Linked DNA regions of Mus musculus: all the other regions are linked to region 3. Evidence: chromatin contacts called from public Micro-C and promoter capture Hi-C data. All regions are on one chromosome and are shown on one strand. Each heading gives the region's core, a stretch centred on a gene start, on an enhancer-like site or on the middle of the called end of the contact. The rest is flanking DNA. Distances are from core to core; before and after follow the strand shown. Region 1 holds the start of Trpc1 (transient receptor potential cation channel, subfamily C, member 1). Region 2 holds the start of Rnf7 (ring finger protein 7). Region 3 holds the start of Tfdp2 (transcription factor Dp 2). Region 4 holds the start of 1700065D16Rik (RIKEN cDNA 1700065D16 gene).

Evidence for each region. Promoter capture Hi-C pulls out the DNA fragments that hold promoters and counts their contacts. Hi-C and Micro-C count contacts between places; a contact is called where the count stands out from the background.
Region 1: a promoter capture Hi-C map of hippocampal neurons shows a contact between it and region 3, with 3 times the contacts expected there. The contact joins the promoter of Trpc1 here to the promoter of Tfdp2 in region 3. A contact is called at or near these places in 5 of 39 promoter capture datasets (3T3-L1-derived adipocytes, hippocampal neurons, liver and 2 more) and 1 of 484 Hi-C or Micro-C datasets (embryonic stem cells).
Region 2: a promoter capture Hi-C map of pre-B cells shows a contact between it and region 3, with 4 times the contacts expected there. The contact joins the promoter of Rnf7 here to the promoter of Tfdp2 in region 3. A contact is called at or near these places in 9 of 39 promoter capture datasets (3T3-L1-derived adipocytes, the C10 cell line, cranial neural crest and 6 more), 4 of 484 Hi-C or Micro-C datasets (CD4 T cells, CD8 central memory T cells and embryonic stem cells), 5 of 115 datasets of contacts at active chromatin or transcription factors (embryonic stem cells, extraembryonic endoderm stem cells, large pre-B cells and 1 more) and 1 of 9 other capture datasets (liver).
Region 4: a Micro-C map of embryonic stem cells shows a contact between it and region 3, with 5 times the contacts expected there. The contact joins the promoter of 1700065D16Rik here to the promoter of Tfdp2 in region 3. A contact is called at or near these places in 1 of 39 promoter capture datasets (pre-B cells), 1 of 484 Hi-C or Micro-C datasets (embryonic stem cells) and 2 of 9 other capture datasets (adipose tissue and liver).

Annotation. Positions count from the first base shown.
Region 1 is chr9:95,747,908-95,751,717 of GRCm38.p6, reverse strand. It overlaps Trpc1 (transient receptor potential cation channel, subfamily C, member 1), which reads left to right and starts at 1,370. Exons shown (of 13, transcript NM_011643.4): 1 at 1,370-2,050. The coding sequence starts at 1,879.
Region 2 is chr9:96,476,965-96,480,714 of GRCm38.p6, reverse strand. Rnf7 (ring finger protein 7) reads left to right here and starts at 2,040. Exons shown (of 3, transcript NM_011279.3): 1 at 2,040-2,307. The coding sequence starts at 2,133.
Region 3 is chr9:96,194,843-96,198,713 of GRCm38.p6, reverse strand. Tfdp2 (transcription factor Dp 2) reads right to left here and starts at 2,439. Exons shown (of 13, transcript NM_001184706.1): 1 at 2,154-2,439.
Region 4 is chr9:95,856,469-95,860,429 of GRCm38.p6, reverse strand. 1700065D16Rik (RIKEN cDNA 1700065D16 gene) reads left to right here and starts at 2,548. Exons shown (of 2, transcript NM_001271569.1): 1 at 2,548-2,923. The coding sequence starts at 2,674. Atr (ataxia telangiectasia and Rad3 related) reads right to left here and starts at 2,833. Exons shown (of 47, transcript NM_019864.1): 1 at 2,647-2,833. The coding sequence starts at 2,705.

The DNA.
Region 1 (3,810 bases), core at 121-2,620, 450 kb after region 3:
ATACTGATCTACATATCACATGTGCTAAGTATGTAGGTATTGTTAGAATGTCCCAATTTATGCCCGCTGAGCAGTTTGTCTGTATCGGAGACAATCCAAAAGCCTGCATTATAATTATCAGCTTGCCTGAAGTAGGCTCTCTAGTGCTTTGGAAGGTCTCTTAAGATTACTACCAAAGAGGGTTGGAATTCCCTCCAGTCTTAGAAAGTAATCCAGTCCCATAGTTCTTTGGATAAAGAATCTGTGTATGGCTGTGAGTCATTTGAGTTAACTTCAAATACTGAAATTTCAGATAGCGCAGGATTAGATTTCTACTACTGGCTAAACATTTTGCTGAGCAACAAAGGAGGTGCATATACAAATGTATGGGCGCTCCTCTCTCCCACTGGCTTCACCTTGAGCCTCTTGGAAATTTCACCAAACTCATAAACTTGGAAGTGTATTAAACATTACACGACAACGGGGAGATCATTTAGAAACAAAAACTGGAGCAACTTGAGATTATCATTTACATCAAATACAGAAAACGTTTGAAAAGATGACTTCGACATCAAAGACTTTTAGAGAATATCTAAAGAGAACATTGATTTTTAAGAATTAGTAAGTTAAATGTTGAAAGAGAAACTAATGGGACAAAGTAGCCTGAATAGGAGAGGCAGTATTCCCCTCAAATTTAAGTACATTTATCCATTGCTTTAAAAATCTAAATCTTAAACGTAGAGTTCAGATTTTCCCCCTAGTGTTGACTGCAGGAAGCAATTAAAAATTATTGAAAAGATGCAGTTTTCAAGTCGCATTTGCTGGACGTCAGACAATTGTTGTCTAAATAGCGAATCTCTTAAAATTAGATAGGATAAATATAACGAATCCACTAAAAGGACTTGTATGGCGAGTAACTCCTAAACTGTGCTTATGCAACGGTTATAGGTCGCCTTTGACTTACATGCGAATACTTTTATAGTGACTTTGGAAATATCAGGAATGTTAGACCATATTAAATCACAAAGATTGTTTTTAAAACGCCTTTAGGAACGAGGGAACTGTAAACACAAACTCCATAATCAGGTTGCTTTGGCCAGGCTTTAGGACAATTCCGTACAGGATTTCAAGTAAACGTTAATCCTTCAGAAGCTCCTTGGCCCTTTTCTGTGCTGCAGTAGCAGCAGCAGCACAAACAGGCAGCGGATAAAATTACCTGAAATCCGCCACCAAGCGGTTCCCATGCCCTCAGGTGCTCAAAGATGCTGCAGACGCGCCCAAGATGCTAGGCGACCGACCAGAGAGGCGCGTCAGCCCTGGAGCCCCGCCCCTACAAGCCCCGCCCCTAGCCCGGCTTCGCCTTAAGCCCCGCCCCGGTGTCGTCGCCTCCGCGGGGCTGAGGATGACGTGAGGAGAAAGCCGCGAACCTCTGCCTCCTGTGGGTGCTGCTGGGCCAGCGGTTCCCACAGCCCCGGAGCCAGACGTGCTGCGAAGCGCACCGCCGAGCTCTCCGGCCGGCGGCCCCCTCACTCCCTCCCAGGCCGGGCCGCTCCCTGTGCGGCCCCTGCGGCTCCTGGCACGGCCCCGCGCTCGGCTGCCGCCCTGGCGCGCTCCACTCTGTCGTCCCCGGACGGGCGCGGACCAGCTCGACCGGGGCGCCGGCGGCTGGGCAGAGGGCGCTGGCCCCGGGGCCGCGCCAGCGCGGCCACCAACCTGGGGCTGTCCGTGGAGGGCGAGTGCTGGTTTCGGGGCGAGGCGACGCCCTTCGGGGCCAACGGGCCGCACGCCGATGTGGCCGTGGGAACGACTCACCCGTTTTCCAGCTCGGGGTCGGGGTCGGGGTCGGCGCCCATGGGGGCCCCGCCTCCGTCTCCTGGCCTGCCCCCGTCGTGGGCCGCGATGATGGCGGCCCTGTACCCGAGCACGGACCTCTCGGGCGTCTCCTCCTCCTCCCTGCCTTCCTCCCCATCCTCCTCGTCGCCCAACGAAGTGATGGCGCTGAAGGATGTGCGAGAGGTGAAGGAGGAGAACACCTTGAATGAGAAGCTTTTCTTGCTGGCGTGCGACAAGGGTGAGAGCTAGGCCCCCTTCTCCACCTCCGGACACCCTAGCACCCACTCCCCGGGTCCGGCCCCTGCCTCAACTTAACTCCTGGCACTCGTGCTTTTCCTTGTGTGCAGCGGCTATTCCCACCTCTGTGCAGCCCGCAGGACTTCTGCCTAATTGAGCTTGAGCAGCAGGCAGGTAGGGCGGGGGCGGTGGACTCGCGCAGGTGGGACGTTTCCATGGCGAGGAGGGAGCCTTGATCCCAAAGTTGCCCCACTTCTGTCACTAATAAACTCTAGTTTGAAGTTACTTCTTCCTTTGGGAGCCAGAGGCTAGTTTTGGACCTAATCCGAAAATTCTACGAATTTCCCTTAAGACTTCTCCGATTTATGGGCTGTCACCTTGTAGGTTTGTTGTTGTTGTTGTTGTTGTTATTTTTAAAAAAGACTTTTACTTCTGTTTAGCATCAGCCAGCAGTGCCTTAGCCTGTTACAGTTGAGTAGTATCCCATTATCTTTAACACAAATAATACGAAAAATCCTGCCCTAGTTGCCGAAACTTTCCCCAAATTTCTGGAACCCCTTTTAAATGTCGGTATTTTTTATTAGGGAGAAAGATTTATTGCTTCAGAGAGTTGGAGGGAGGCAAAGGTAGTAAAAAAAAAAAAAAAGTAAATATAGGCGAAATAATGTGGAATATACTGGTTTTGAATCTAAAAATTGATCACTTTCTGGCCACATTAAAAGACAAGCATGGAACTTGGTTGCTCCCAGATTGCTTTTATCTCTTATCTGAAAAACAAAAAAAGTACTGAAACATTCTCATTCCTCAGTTAAGCAGTTGGATGTTGAAAGGCAGTGTTTATTTGGGAAAACGTTGTTGGAACCATGCAGACTTCTGAAGCCTACTTCCAGAGGCCAGCTCACACTATGGGAAAACTAGTTACAGAAGTTTTTGGATTTGTTCACATATAGAGGTTTAAGTCAACAACATCTCCCTAAACCTTTTAAAGCATTTGAGATAGGTTTTTGTTTTTTTTTACATGATTATGTTTAATCTTAGCCAGGCCAAAAGGCAATCCCTTCTTGACATTTCATCATGGATTTAGAGCCAGGATGGGGAGGGCAGAATTCCCCGTGTCCCCTGGTTCCTCCTAGTTGTCTTCTGTCACCTTCGTGAGAGGCTTGCTGCATTATAAGGAAGGATGCTTTAGGTTTCTGTAGCAGCTTTGTGTGCCTCGGGGCTCAGGATGGTTTCAAAATGTGCAACATTTCCTGGAGAATATATGCCACTGTTGTATTAACACCTTCCTTAATATATTTAGTGGTACTTTCTGTTTTCCCTATTTTGGAGGAGATTTGAAGGGTGTGAGGTTAGGGAGGAGAGCGGTTTGGGTAATTAAGAAGCAGAGACCTGAGTATTTGGTTGAGAAGTTTTATATTGGTAGTCAGCACCTAATATAAAGATGTGTATGATGAGGAAAATAATTTGCATAAAGGAGGGGTGAAGAGAGTATAATTAGTATGTAGGGTACTGGAGCTATATAGGCATCGTTCTATACAGCTCACAAGTGTCACTGGTTATAGAACTTAAGCACTCTGTACAGGGACATTTTGTAAATCACCAAAGCTTTAGAACACACTAGTTGAGAAGTGTACCATGGGAAGTGGTTCGCGGTTATTTTAATGAAGGATGGTAGAGCAGCTAGCTACCTTACTGGCATATCTACTGACCTCACAATGTGTTTCGTTTTATTCTTTTTAACTTGCTGCTCTTTGCCTTGCT
Region 2 (3,750 bases), core at 791-3,290, 280 kb before region 3:
CCTTTATTCACCAGGTGTACAAACTCCAAGCCCAGGCTGCCTTTTGTCTCTTCTGTGAATTCTAACTTCTACAAATTAAAGCCTGCCATTTTTCTGACTAACCTCGGCTGTGTAGTTCACAGGCTGCCGCCAAGGACTGAATTTAAGAAGCCCCGGAGAGCTTTTCCTCTTCAGCCACAGGGAAGATTATTTTCATAAAGATGAATGGCAGGAAGGAATGAGGAGTGGAGAAATAAACAGTGGAAACTCAATCGCGATGGGAATAAGGTCTTTCCTGAAGGGCTCAAACGTGTTTGTGTTAAAGGGAAGTCTCTAAAACAAAACCAAGCATCTCTCTCCCAGTGTTCTCAACAAAGGAATAAAGACTCTCCCGCAGAGGAAGTGACCACAGAAACGCCATCTTGTGCCATCTTGTCCCGACTCCCTGTGCATTGGCTTAGGCACTTCTCAGTCCTCTCCTCACCCACCTCCATGCCCACATCTACCCTCCCAGCACATTTGGGACTTCTGTGGCCTGGACCATGGTCCCGATGTATAAACCAAAATAATTAATGTAAACTAAAATAACTGAAGAAGGCACAAGTCAAAAGTAACTTTCATGTTACGTCTGGAAAAAAAAATCACCATGTTCTGTCAGAAATGAACGTTTCAAGATTGTTCTGTCATCTGACTTTCATGTGAGTTGTGGTCTTTGTGGGGTTTGCCTTTAGAAACACCGTATCCCTGAGCTGCGACACCAAGAGACTCTGAGGCATGCGCCGGAATTTGGTCCTGCACGAATAAAGGACTCGTACTTTTTTGTTTGTTTTTGTTTTTCGAGACAAGGCTTCTCTGTGTAGCCTTGGTTGCCCGAAACTTGATTTGTAGACCAGGCTGGCCTTATAACTCACAAGGATCCACCTGCTGCTGTCTCCCAAGTGCTCAGAGTAAGGTGTGCACGGCCACTGCCCCATATACTTCTAATTGGCTTAACCGGTAAGGATGGACACCACCACCCCCGTTGGTAAGAGTAGCCTGAAGGATGGCGGTGGACGTGAGCTGAGCACGAGGCAGGAACATTTGTTTTGCTTTTTCATCCAAGCTTTCCTTCAATGCTGGCCAAGTGATCTGAGACAAAGCCTGGTGGGAGGGACCTAACCACAGTCCCAGGGGCCCACTGCCTGGCCCTTCCCTGGCTGGCTCACTCTGCTTTCTCCCCAGCACACATTTGCTTAAGCATTGCGTTCTTGCCCTTCTGCTTACCTATTCTCTGTCACCTGAGAACAATAACAAACAAACAAACAAACAAACAAATGTAGTGTCTGGAGGGATGACTCAGTGGTTAAAACCATGGTCTGTTCTTCCAAACGACCGGGGTTCAATCCTCAGCACCTCCATGGCAGATCACAACTGTCTGTAACTCCAGGTCCTTTCCAAGGAATCTGACACCTCACAGCAATGCACATAAAATAAAGTTTAAAAAAACATATATTTTGTTTGTTTGCTTGCTTGCTTGCTTGCTTGCTTGTTGCGAGACAGGGTTTCTCTGTATAGCCCTGGCTGTCCTGGAACGCACTTTGTAACCAGGCTGGCCTTGAACTCAGAAATCCGCCTGCCTCTGCCTCCCGAGTGCTGGGATTAAAGGTGTGAGCTACCACGCCCGGCTGCCGAAAAACCAAAAATAAATAAATAAATAAATAAATAAATAAATAAATAAATAAATAAATAAATGAATCTGAATTCAAGGCCAACCATTTTGTAAGATACGGAGGTTACAGTGATGAGAATTCTGTCCCTACTCTTGATAGTTTTACATTTGGGAGAAAGGAGACAAATGAAGACAGGGACGATGTGATTTCTGAGACTCCCCCGAGTTTAATACAATGTAACTCCAGACAATGCTCGCTTACTGACCCGGGCCTGCCCTACAGCAACTGGCCTTTGGCCACTTTAGCAAGCGCTGGGGTTCTCTGTACAGGCCTTGCCCAGCCCCTCGTGACGTCACTGGCGCGCGCCATCCAATCATCGCCGTCTGGCTCCGCCCGCCCGCCCGTGCCTGCGGGAGGCTCCGTGGCGTGTGTTGTGGCCCCGCTGAGCCACCGTACCTCCCGCCTCCGCGCCCAACGTCCGCGTCGCCGTTCTGCGCCGCCGCCATGGCCGACGTGGAGGACGGCGAGGAACCCTGCGTCCTTTCTTCGCACTCCGGGAGCGCAGGCTCCAAGTCGGGAGGCGACAAGATGTTCTCTCTCAAGAAGTGGAACGCGGTAGCCATGTGGAGCTGGGACGTTGAGTGCGATACCTGTGCCATCTGCAGGGTCCAGGTGATGGGTAAGCGATGCAGGCGAAGCCGGGACCGCGAGCTGGGCCGAGCCGGCGAGTGCTGGGCCGGGCCGGGCCGCCAGACACGGGATGGTTCCTATGGGGGCGGGGGGGAGGGGGCGTGACCGGGATACCCGAGGGGAACCTCCGGCCCTGCGGCCAGCAAATCTCCCAGCGGATCCCTCGCGTAGATCTGAGGGTTGGGATGTTCGTCTTTGAGATGCTCTCACGTTCCTCAGGATTAGAGCTTGCCCATTTAGCCGAGGTTGGCTTAGAACCCAGGAGGGCGCACCTCCCAAAAACTGGAAATTGCGAGCCTGCGCCACTATACGGATTCTGTCTCATAACCGAAATGAGGCTCAGTGACCGGAGAGATGTTTCCACAGTTAAGAGCACAAGCTTGTTCTTAACAGAGAACCCGGGTTCGATTTTCCACACCCACATGGCAACTCACCACCCTCTAACTCCTGTTCCAATAACTCCAGCACCCCATTATGGCCCTTGAGGGCATTAGGCACATTTGGTATGCAAACCCAGATGCAGGTAGCATAAACATAAAATTTTAGATTACTGTGAGGTTGCTTTACAGGGCGACTGGGGAGTAGTTGAAATAGATTTCTGCAGTTTGAAAATGTGCGCGTTTCTTGGCTTTGAGACTTTAAACGTAGCATCAAGAGATTCCACAGTCTATTCTTTGTCTTTGGACTTGCTTCATCAGGGCTCCCAAACTTTACTTTTTACATTTAATTGTAGACCCAGACACTAGTTTCTATGTAGAATCTGATTTGACTAAAACACTAAAATCCAGCTGTTCCACCCCTCATCCTTGCTTAGGAGCTGGGCAGTGATTTCCATTTTAGGGTTGAGTGTGGTTGCGAATGTCTGAAATGCCAGCACTCGGGAGGCTGAGGCATGGGGGCAGAGGCAGCACAAGCTTTGCTTAGAAATTTTATTCTGGCCAGGTGTGGTGATATCTTTAAACTTAGTACTCGAGAAGCAAAGATAAACAGATCTCTGTGCGCCTTAGGCCAGCCTGGTCTACACAACCAAGGCTAAGTAGTGGGACCCCATCTTAAAAACAAATAATGAATAAATCTTTTTTGTTTGTTTTGGTTTTTTCGAGACAGGGTTTCTCTGTGTAGCCCTGGCTGTCCTGGAACTCACTTTGTAGACCAGGCTGGCCTCCAACTCAGAAATCCACCTGCCTCTGCCTCCCGAGTGCTGAAATTAAAGGGGTCCACCACCACGCCCGCTTTTTTTTTTTAAATCATCATCATCATTATTTTATTACCCTGTTGTTAATGGTGCATTCTTTAATCCCAGCACTTGGGAGCCATAGGCAGGTGGGTCTCTTGAGTTCCATGACAACCTGATCTAACAGCAAATTCCAGGATAGCCAGTACTACACAAGAAACCCTGTCTTTAAAAACAACAAAATTTACTTAGAGTTGT
Region 3 (3,871 bases), core at 1,190-3,689:
GAAATCCTTAAAGTCCTGTTATCACAGGTTAAGATAGAAAGGTATTAAAAAGCAAGTACATTTAGTTTTGGGGGGAGGTGTAGGGGGTTGTTTGTTTGGAGGAGGGCACAGGTGTGGAACAGTCAGAGGATAACGTTCAGGATGAGCTCTGTCCATCCACACTGTGGATCCCTGAGACAGACAGAGATAAGGTCAGCAGACTTGGAGACAAGCACCTTTACCCACCGAACCATCTCGCCAGCCCCAATTTATAGTTAATCATCTTTAAAACCCTTACAACCCCCAATCTAGTTTCTTCTGAGGGCCATCATGACACATACCAAAGTAAACCTAAAAGATGAAGAAAGGAGTGCACAGCCTATTTCAAAGTGAGGTCTTGTTACTGCTGTTTTATATTTCCGGGGCTGGGCGTCAATCTAGGTTTAGGTAATTACCCTACCACTGCGCTATTGATGCCCCAGCCCTCAAACCGTACTGGAGGTCAGTTAAGAATTTTGGCTGCAAGGGTAAAACCTGCACACGGCAAGGACTACATATTCGCAAGGGGCGAGGGAAGGGAATTACGGCCACAAAATAGTAATATGAATAACTAAAACTACTTTACTATGCCTGGAATTAAGGCAACAGAAGGGTTTACTAAGTCTCGGGACTTTCTTAACAAATGTTAAGTGCTGCATTCCTGACTCTGCAACCACATGCCAGCACTGGCTACTGACACCATATCTGCCATAACACTAAACTAGTTCCAAGGCACAAGATGTTCTAAAACTAACTCTGCCCAGAGCCAGTACACAAGCGTGACAGAACCTGGGGTCTGGCCGGCGCCTTTATCTCCTGATGCAATTTGAGAATGGACACTTACATGAATTCCAGCAATGGGATAGTGGTAAAGCCTTAGTAAATCGTAAGATAATCAGTGACTGGAAGAGGCAAGATGCAAAACAAACATTTTATACTCAACTTTGAATTCTGCCACAGTGGAAAAGAGGCTAATGACTTAAACCATACTGCCTAGTTACGATGACTTCAAACCATTAGGAGAACAGAAAACAAATGACCCAGAAAAATTCTAAGTCAAATGAAACACAGCAGCTGGCTCTGTAGAGGGGTGTTTTCTAACCTGTGGGTCATGACCCCTTTCTAAAGGGAGTCGTTCTTGCCTAAGACCATCGGAAAACCTAAATATTTACATTGCAATTCATAACAGTAGCAAAATTACAGTTATGAAGTAGCAACAAAATGCTTTTATGGTTGGGGTCAGGTCACAGCATTAGGAAGGTTGAGAACTGCTGGCCTAGAGGAGGCAGGATAAGGGGTTGGAGCCCCTTGAGATGAAAGGAGGAAAGACAGAAGTCGCCAAAGGCTCAAAGGTACTTTCAACGAATGCTATGGAAAAAGAATGCAAAGTAAACATTTTGCTAGGCCAGGCTACAAGCCTGGTAACGATTTCAGCCGAAAAGGTGAAACAACATGGGGTCCAGAGTCTCCTCCAGCATCCAGGGTTACGTTATGCATTTAGTAGAAGTGAGCTTTGTTTCAAGTGCATTCCGGAGATTAGCCCTTTTCTCTCTCCCAACACCCTCCCCGTCCTCGCATAGGCAGATGTGGCTCACAGATGAACAAACTGAGCCCACACAAAGCACCGGAACACGGGCGAGTGAGTGTCCACGCACTTCACTGTGCCACCTCTCGGCGGAGCCCACAGTCACTTTCCCGCTGCTCTGTGCACAGCAACCAGGGCCTTGTGCAGAATTCCTCCCAGAACTTGGGCCGAGAAAGTAACCTCTACTTGAAAGGAAAAGTTCTCTTGGGGGAACCTGGGGGTCTTCCAGGTAGGGAGAGCTTTGGAACTCTGCAAAAGCACCCCGCAGAAACAGACTGGAGGATGGTGGATCACGAAGGGAGGAGGGAAAGTCAGAAGATCTGAGTGAGAAGCCCAAGTCAGCCCTTGCCCTTCCTGATCCCGGGTGATGGCGAGCCCGCGGGCTCCGGAGCCTCATCAGGTATTCCAGGGTTGCTTGGCCCCGCTGCAGAGAAATCCTGAGGACAAGCTGAGACTCCCGGGACAGGGCAGGGGAGAGCCGGCCGGCGGGGGGCCACGCCCGGTCCAAAGGCCCCTGGCGCGCAGGCCCGCGCCCTTTCCGGGACCTTACCGCAGCTTGGTGCAGAGGGGCCGCCGCCGGTCCACACAGCCCTCGGCCCACTCCCGGGGAGACGCTTCTTCGCGAGCCGCCGCTCCTCAGGCAGAGCCAGGTCCGCTCGGAGCAAGCTCCCGGCCGCGCAGCCGCGGTCTTCGCGCGCGTCGGAAGCCTGCAGTGCAGGAAGGGTCAAGGCGCGCCCCGCGTGCCAGGCAGCGACGGCCGCACAGCCCAGCGCGCCCGACGCCGTCCGCCCTCAGCGACACGGCCGCGGCGGCGCCGCTTCCCCCGCGCTCGCTTTGGCGGCGGAGCAGCACGGTGAGCGCCGATTGGCCCTCGGCTGGCATGACGCGCGCCGACGCTCTCCACGGATTGGCCGGGCCGCAGTGCGTGTAGGGAGTAAACAAAACCCGCCCCCAGGCTCGCCCCCAGGGCCAGAGGCGGAGGTGGGCGGCGGGCTTGCGGGAGCCTGCCCTGGTCTTTTGACCTCCAAAGCCACTCTCCGCTAGGGGCCGCCCTGAGGCTCTGCCTGCCGCTGGACCCCTGCCACCTAGAGGGCAGCCAGGCTCGCCCTTCCCCCTCCACCACATCAGCCCCTCTCCTCACCTCCACCCACCACCTCGCTTCTCTCAGCTCTAAAGTATGGTTCTCTTTTCCATCCCATCTCTCGGAAAGAAACCGGAACTAGGTCCTTACATCTGGACCATAGACCTCTGATGGGCCACTGCTCCAGGAACACTCGGAAGGCAGAGGGATAAGTGACCCTGAGGCCACACGTGGACCACTGTGGAGGTTGGTCATGCTTCAATTCCTGGGAAAGTGTAGCAATAAATTAAGGCCAGATGCCTTAATTTCGAAGTTGAACCGAAAAAGTTGGAGGCACACACTCTCAAATACCCAGTCATTTATTAAGAAATTCAGGTTGGCTTAGTGGCTCATGTCTTTAACCCCAGCACTCCTGAGGCAGACACTAGCATATCTCTTTAAGTCTAAGGCCAGCCTAGTCAACACAGTGAGTTCTGAGCCAGCCAGGGCTAGACACTTTGACCCTGCCCCCACCCCTCCAAAAAAAGGTGTTTCCCCCTTTCAAGTGCATGGATCCTGTATGAACTGTAGCTAATGTGGACGTTTGGAAGTAAGATAAGAAAATCCGACTTTAAAATACTTTGATCTTTTTCATTTTAATTTCCTCATAGCTCTATGAGCCAAATACTATTTATGATGCTAGGGCTGTGTGTACAAAAGAGACAAAAATTCTTGGCATAATTGAGCTTATGTTCCAGTGAGGTAGGAAAGATGCTTCTTAAAGTTCTTTAAAAAAAAATTCAGTGGTGTGATAAGGGAAACAACTCTGAGAGGGGGCTATTGATGTAAATACCAGCCCCAGAGTGTCAGCTCATGGTCTGGGTGGCAGAGTCGGGAGTTTAGACCAACTGAGTCTACATGAGATCCTTTCTCAAAAACATTAGATAGATAGATAGATAGATAGATAGATAGATAGATAGATAACAGTGAGATCCTTTCTCAAAAAATGATGATGTACATAGGTAGAAACTAAGGCAAGCAGACAGAAAAAATGCATAATGAGGTGAGGAAGCCAAGAGCAAACACCCTTGGCTTTCTCTTTGGAAGATTTGGAGACTATTTCTAGACAATTGTTATGGGTAAAATCCCAAAATTCCAAACATACAGTAATCCAAAAGTCTCAACTGAATGATTGCCTTTTGCACTGA
Region 4 (3,961 bases), core at 1,299-3,798, 340 kb after region 3:
CACAAAAGGAACACTGGCTAGGATCAGATCAATTTTAGAAAACATCTTTTGATTTTATTTTGATAAAATATAAATTACATAATGTTTACTATTTCATTATTTTAAAGTGTATATACTTCTATAGAATTAAGTTCAGCACATTACTACCACTCATGTAAAGAACTTTTTAACCTTCCCAAGCAGCAACTCTACACCTAATAAGCAATAATTTACCATTTCTCCTCTTTTATTCCCTGGCAATATTCATTCCACTATTTTATCTTCATGAGCTTGACTATTTTAAGGTTTCTTCTATTTATGGTATATTTACCTGTTTGTGACTTTTTTTTTAAGATTTATTTATTATTATATCTAAGTACACTGTAGCCATCTTCAGACACACCAGAAGAGGGCATTAGATCTCATTACGGATGGTTATGAGCCACCATGTGGTTGCTGGGATTTGAACTCATGACCTTCTGAAGAGCAATCAGTGCTCTTAACTGCTGAGCCATCTCTCCAGCCCCTGTGACTTATTTCTTAATTCAGTGGTTCTCAACCTTCCTAATATGTGAACTTTAATGCAGTTCCTCAATTCTTGGTGACTCAACTATAAAATTATTCTCATTACTACTTCATCATTATAATTTTGCTAGTTATGAATCATAATGTATATATTTTTGGAAAGAGGGGTTTACCTACAGGTTGAAACTCACTAGCTTTGTTGTAGCATATTAGAATGTCTTTCCTCATCATACTGAATAATACCATGTTTATGCCACGTTTGGGAGGATTATATTTACTCATCTGTTGAGCATTTGCTTCCACCACTGAGCTATTGTGAATATCAATGCTTTGATGAGCAAAAGTGTAAACATATATGTTCAAATCCCTGTTATAAATTCTTTTGGGTATATATTATAAAGAATTGTCATGTTATGAGGTAACTACTCTATTTACCCTCCTCCTTTAGTAGCACCTTCATTCCACTTCACAACCGTTAAGTTACACTATTTTACTTCTATACTAACAATGTACCACAGGGTCCAATTTCCCCATATCCTTACCATTTCTTTTACATATCAATAGTTATTGTAATGGTCTGAAATGGAATCTCCTTGTTTTGTTTTTGAGGAGGGTTAAGTTCTCACTATAGAGCCCCTTTTAATACCTTGATAGCTCAAGCTGTCCTCAAACTCAGTGAGCCTCTTGTCTTGGCCTCCCAAGTCATCTCACCAACTTCCTTGTGTGGTTTGGATTTGTCTCCCTTACTTTTAATCATATCAAACATCTGTGTTTTCCTTTACTTATTAGCTATTTTATATTCTCTCTGGAGAAAAATCTCAATTTCCTTATTCATTTTTTTCATCAAACTTTTTTATTGTTGAATTATGTAAGTTTTTAATATATTAATAGCTGTTAAACTTAAAATTTTAATCATTTTAAAAAGTCTGTATGCGCATGTGAGATATATATGTATGTATGTACATATGAATATAGGTTCTTGTGCCACGGTACATGAGTTAAGGACAGGGAACAACCTCAGGTGTTGGTCCCTGCCTTCCAGAATTTCAGTGATGACAAAATTTGTATTATCAGTTTTCCAAAATCACTTTATCTCATATACTTTTAGACAGAAATTACTAAATTCAAATTTTTAATGATTTTTTTTTTTGCTCCCACAAAGTCTATTTGCCACATTCATGCAAAGTAAAAAAACAAACATACAAACAAAAAAACCCTTCAGACAGTACAAAAGTGGTCTTTTCATTTATCCTCTAATTTAGGTTTTCGGTTTTTGGTATGGCCAACAGGAGGAAATGAACATCGCTGCGGTGCAAAACTAAAAGGAAACTGATAGCTCACAGACTTAAGGTCAGCACTAACTCTACGTGCAAACTTTCCAGCCTGAGAGAACCGACTTGAGAACTCAATGGCTGCGGTGTCCTGACAGAGGAAAACCTAGAGCGCAGAAGGGGCGTGGCAAGCGCTAATTTCTGATTGGAACCCGGTTCTCCTTTGACTCTCGAGGTTGACAGAAACAAGGGGTTTGCTTCCCCCCACCCCCTTTTTTCTCTTGTCTTTGTCTTTCCAGAGGCAAGGTCTCACTATTTAGTCCTGGCTGGCCTAGGGGCACCTCTGCCACCCAAATTCTGGGATTGAAGGCGGCGAGCCTCAAAGAGGCAACTGCAGATGAACACCAACGCGTGTTTTAGTTTGGGGGACGCTGTGCACGTTGGACTCCGTGGACCCGTGGCCAGTCCCGGGGACTTCCGACTAGAGTAGCGGGCTGGCCGACGCTCGGCCTCTCTCGGAGGAGAAACCGCCGCGCTTCCCTCAGAAGCGGGGCCGTGATTCCCAAACAAAACCTCAGCCAATGGATTCCGTCAACAACGACCAAAGGACCAGGACCCGGGGGAAGTTTTCGGGAAGCAAACGAGTGTGGTAAGATGGCCAGAAGAGACCCTTCTCGAGGCCAAGCGGGAAGCAGCTCGCGTGGACTGGCTCCCCGCGAGCCGAGCCGCGGCTGCCACGGTCACCCCGGCACGTGGGTCGCCACGGCGCTCCGGCCAACTGCCACTGTGAGGGAGGGAACGGCGGCCACAGGCCGCGGCGCGGGCCGAGGAGACCCGGCGACTCGAAGCTGGCGACGACGCGCGGCCCTACCTGGCCAACTCCCGCAGGGCGGGGATCATGGACGCCAGCTCCAGCCCGTGGTCGCCCATGGTGACACCGAGCGGCTCTCAAAACAGCCGCCGCCGGCGCCGGGCTTCTCCACAGCCGCCTCCGGTGGAGAGGGCGGAGCGTCGACGGAGCCCCGCGAGGTCCAAAATTCTCCTCCCGGAAGCCGCTCTCGGTTGCGGTTGGAACCCTGGGGAAATCCCAGAGGCGACAGGGGCGGAGCCGACAGCGGACGTGCCCGCCCACTTTCCCTCCCAGGCGAGTGCGTGACCTACTCCACGGGTATTTTTTGCTCAAACCTGGATGCTCAGGGAAGCCGTAAGCTAGGATCTGGGTCGGAGAGGGACCTGACGACCCAACAAAGTTAGATATTTCACTATGTTCGAATGGCATATTTAACTAGGTAAGGCCATGCAGTAATCCTTACATTTGCTGTTTAGGACACAAGGGTAATTATTGATACAACCTCCAAAAATAAAATTAAAAAGTGGTGGAATGGCAGCCAGATGCGCTCTGACTGCAAAGCTGTACTTTGAACACCCATCCCTTTGCCCCGTTTCCTTCAGTGATGCCCTGTGACGAGGAACTTTAAGCTGAAGCAAACCTTTTCCTTCCCAGGTCACTTTCCATCATTGTGTTCCATCACAGCAATAGAAACCTAACATAGGACAGGCAACTATGAAAAATAGTGTATCTGCTAAAAAGCAAGAAAAGCTAGCTATTTTGAAATCATGTTGAGAAAGATGACAATAATGACAGAGCTGAGGGCACAGTCCAGTGGAAGAGCACTAACCTAGCTCGTGAGGCTCGGGCACAGAGGACCTAGAGTACTAAACAAACTACAGTTAAACGATTTTAAAAAAGAAGGCATAGTTGCACATGCCTACAATCCCCTTACTTTGGGTATAGAGGCAGAAGGATCAAGAGTTCAAAGCCATCCTTAGCTCTATAATGAGCTCAAGGGCAGTCTGGGATACAGGGGAACCCTGTCTCAAAAAACAAAACAAAACCAAAAGCCACTACCACCACCACCAACAACAACAACAACCCAGTATGTAATTCATCACTGAGTAGCACTGCAGTTCTGAAGTGCAGGACCCCAAACAGCAGAGCTCTGGCAAATCTAATCCAAAAAGCAATTTTTGAAACAATTATTTGTTTTTCACTTTACATTCCAATACCACCCCCTCTCCTCCCAGTGCCGTTGGTGGGCCACCATGGGCAGTCCACATATGTCCTAGGCTATCTGTGAATATGATCCAACACAACTGAGGGACAGCACCATCACCCAGTGTCGGTA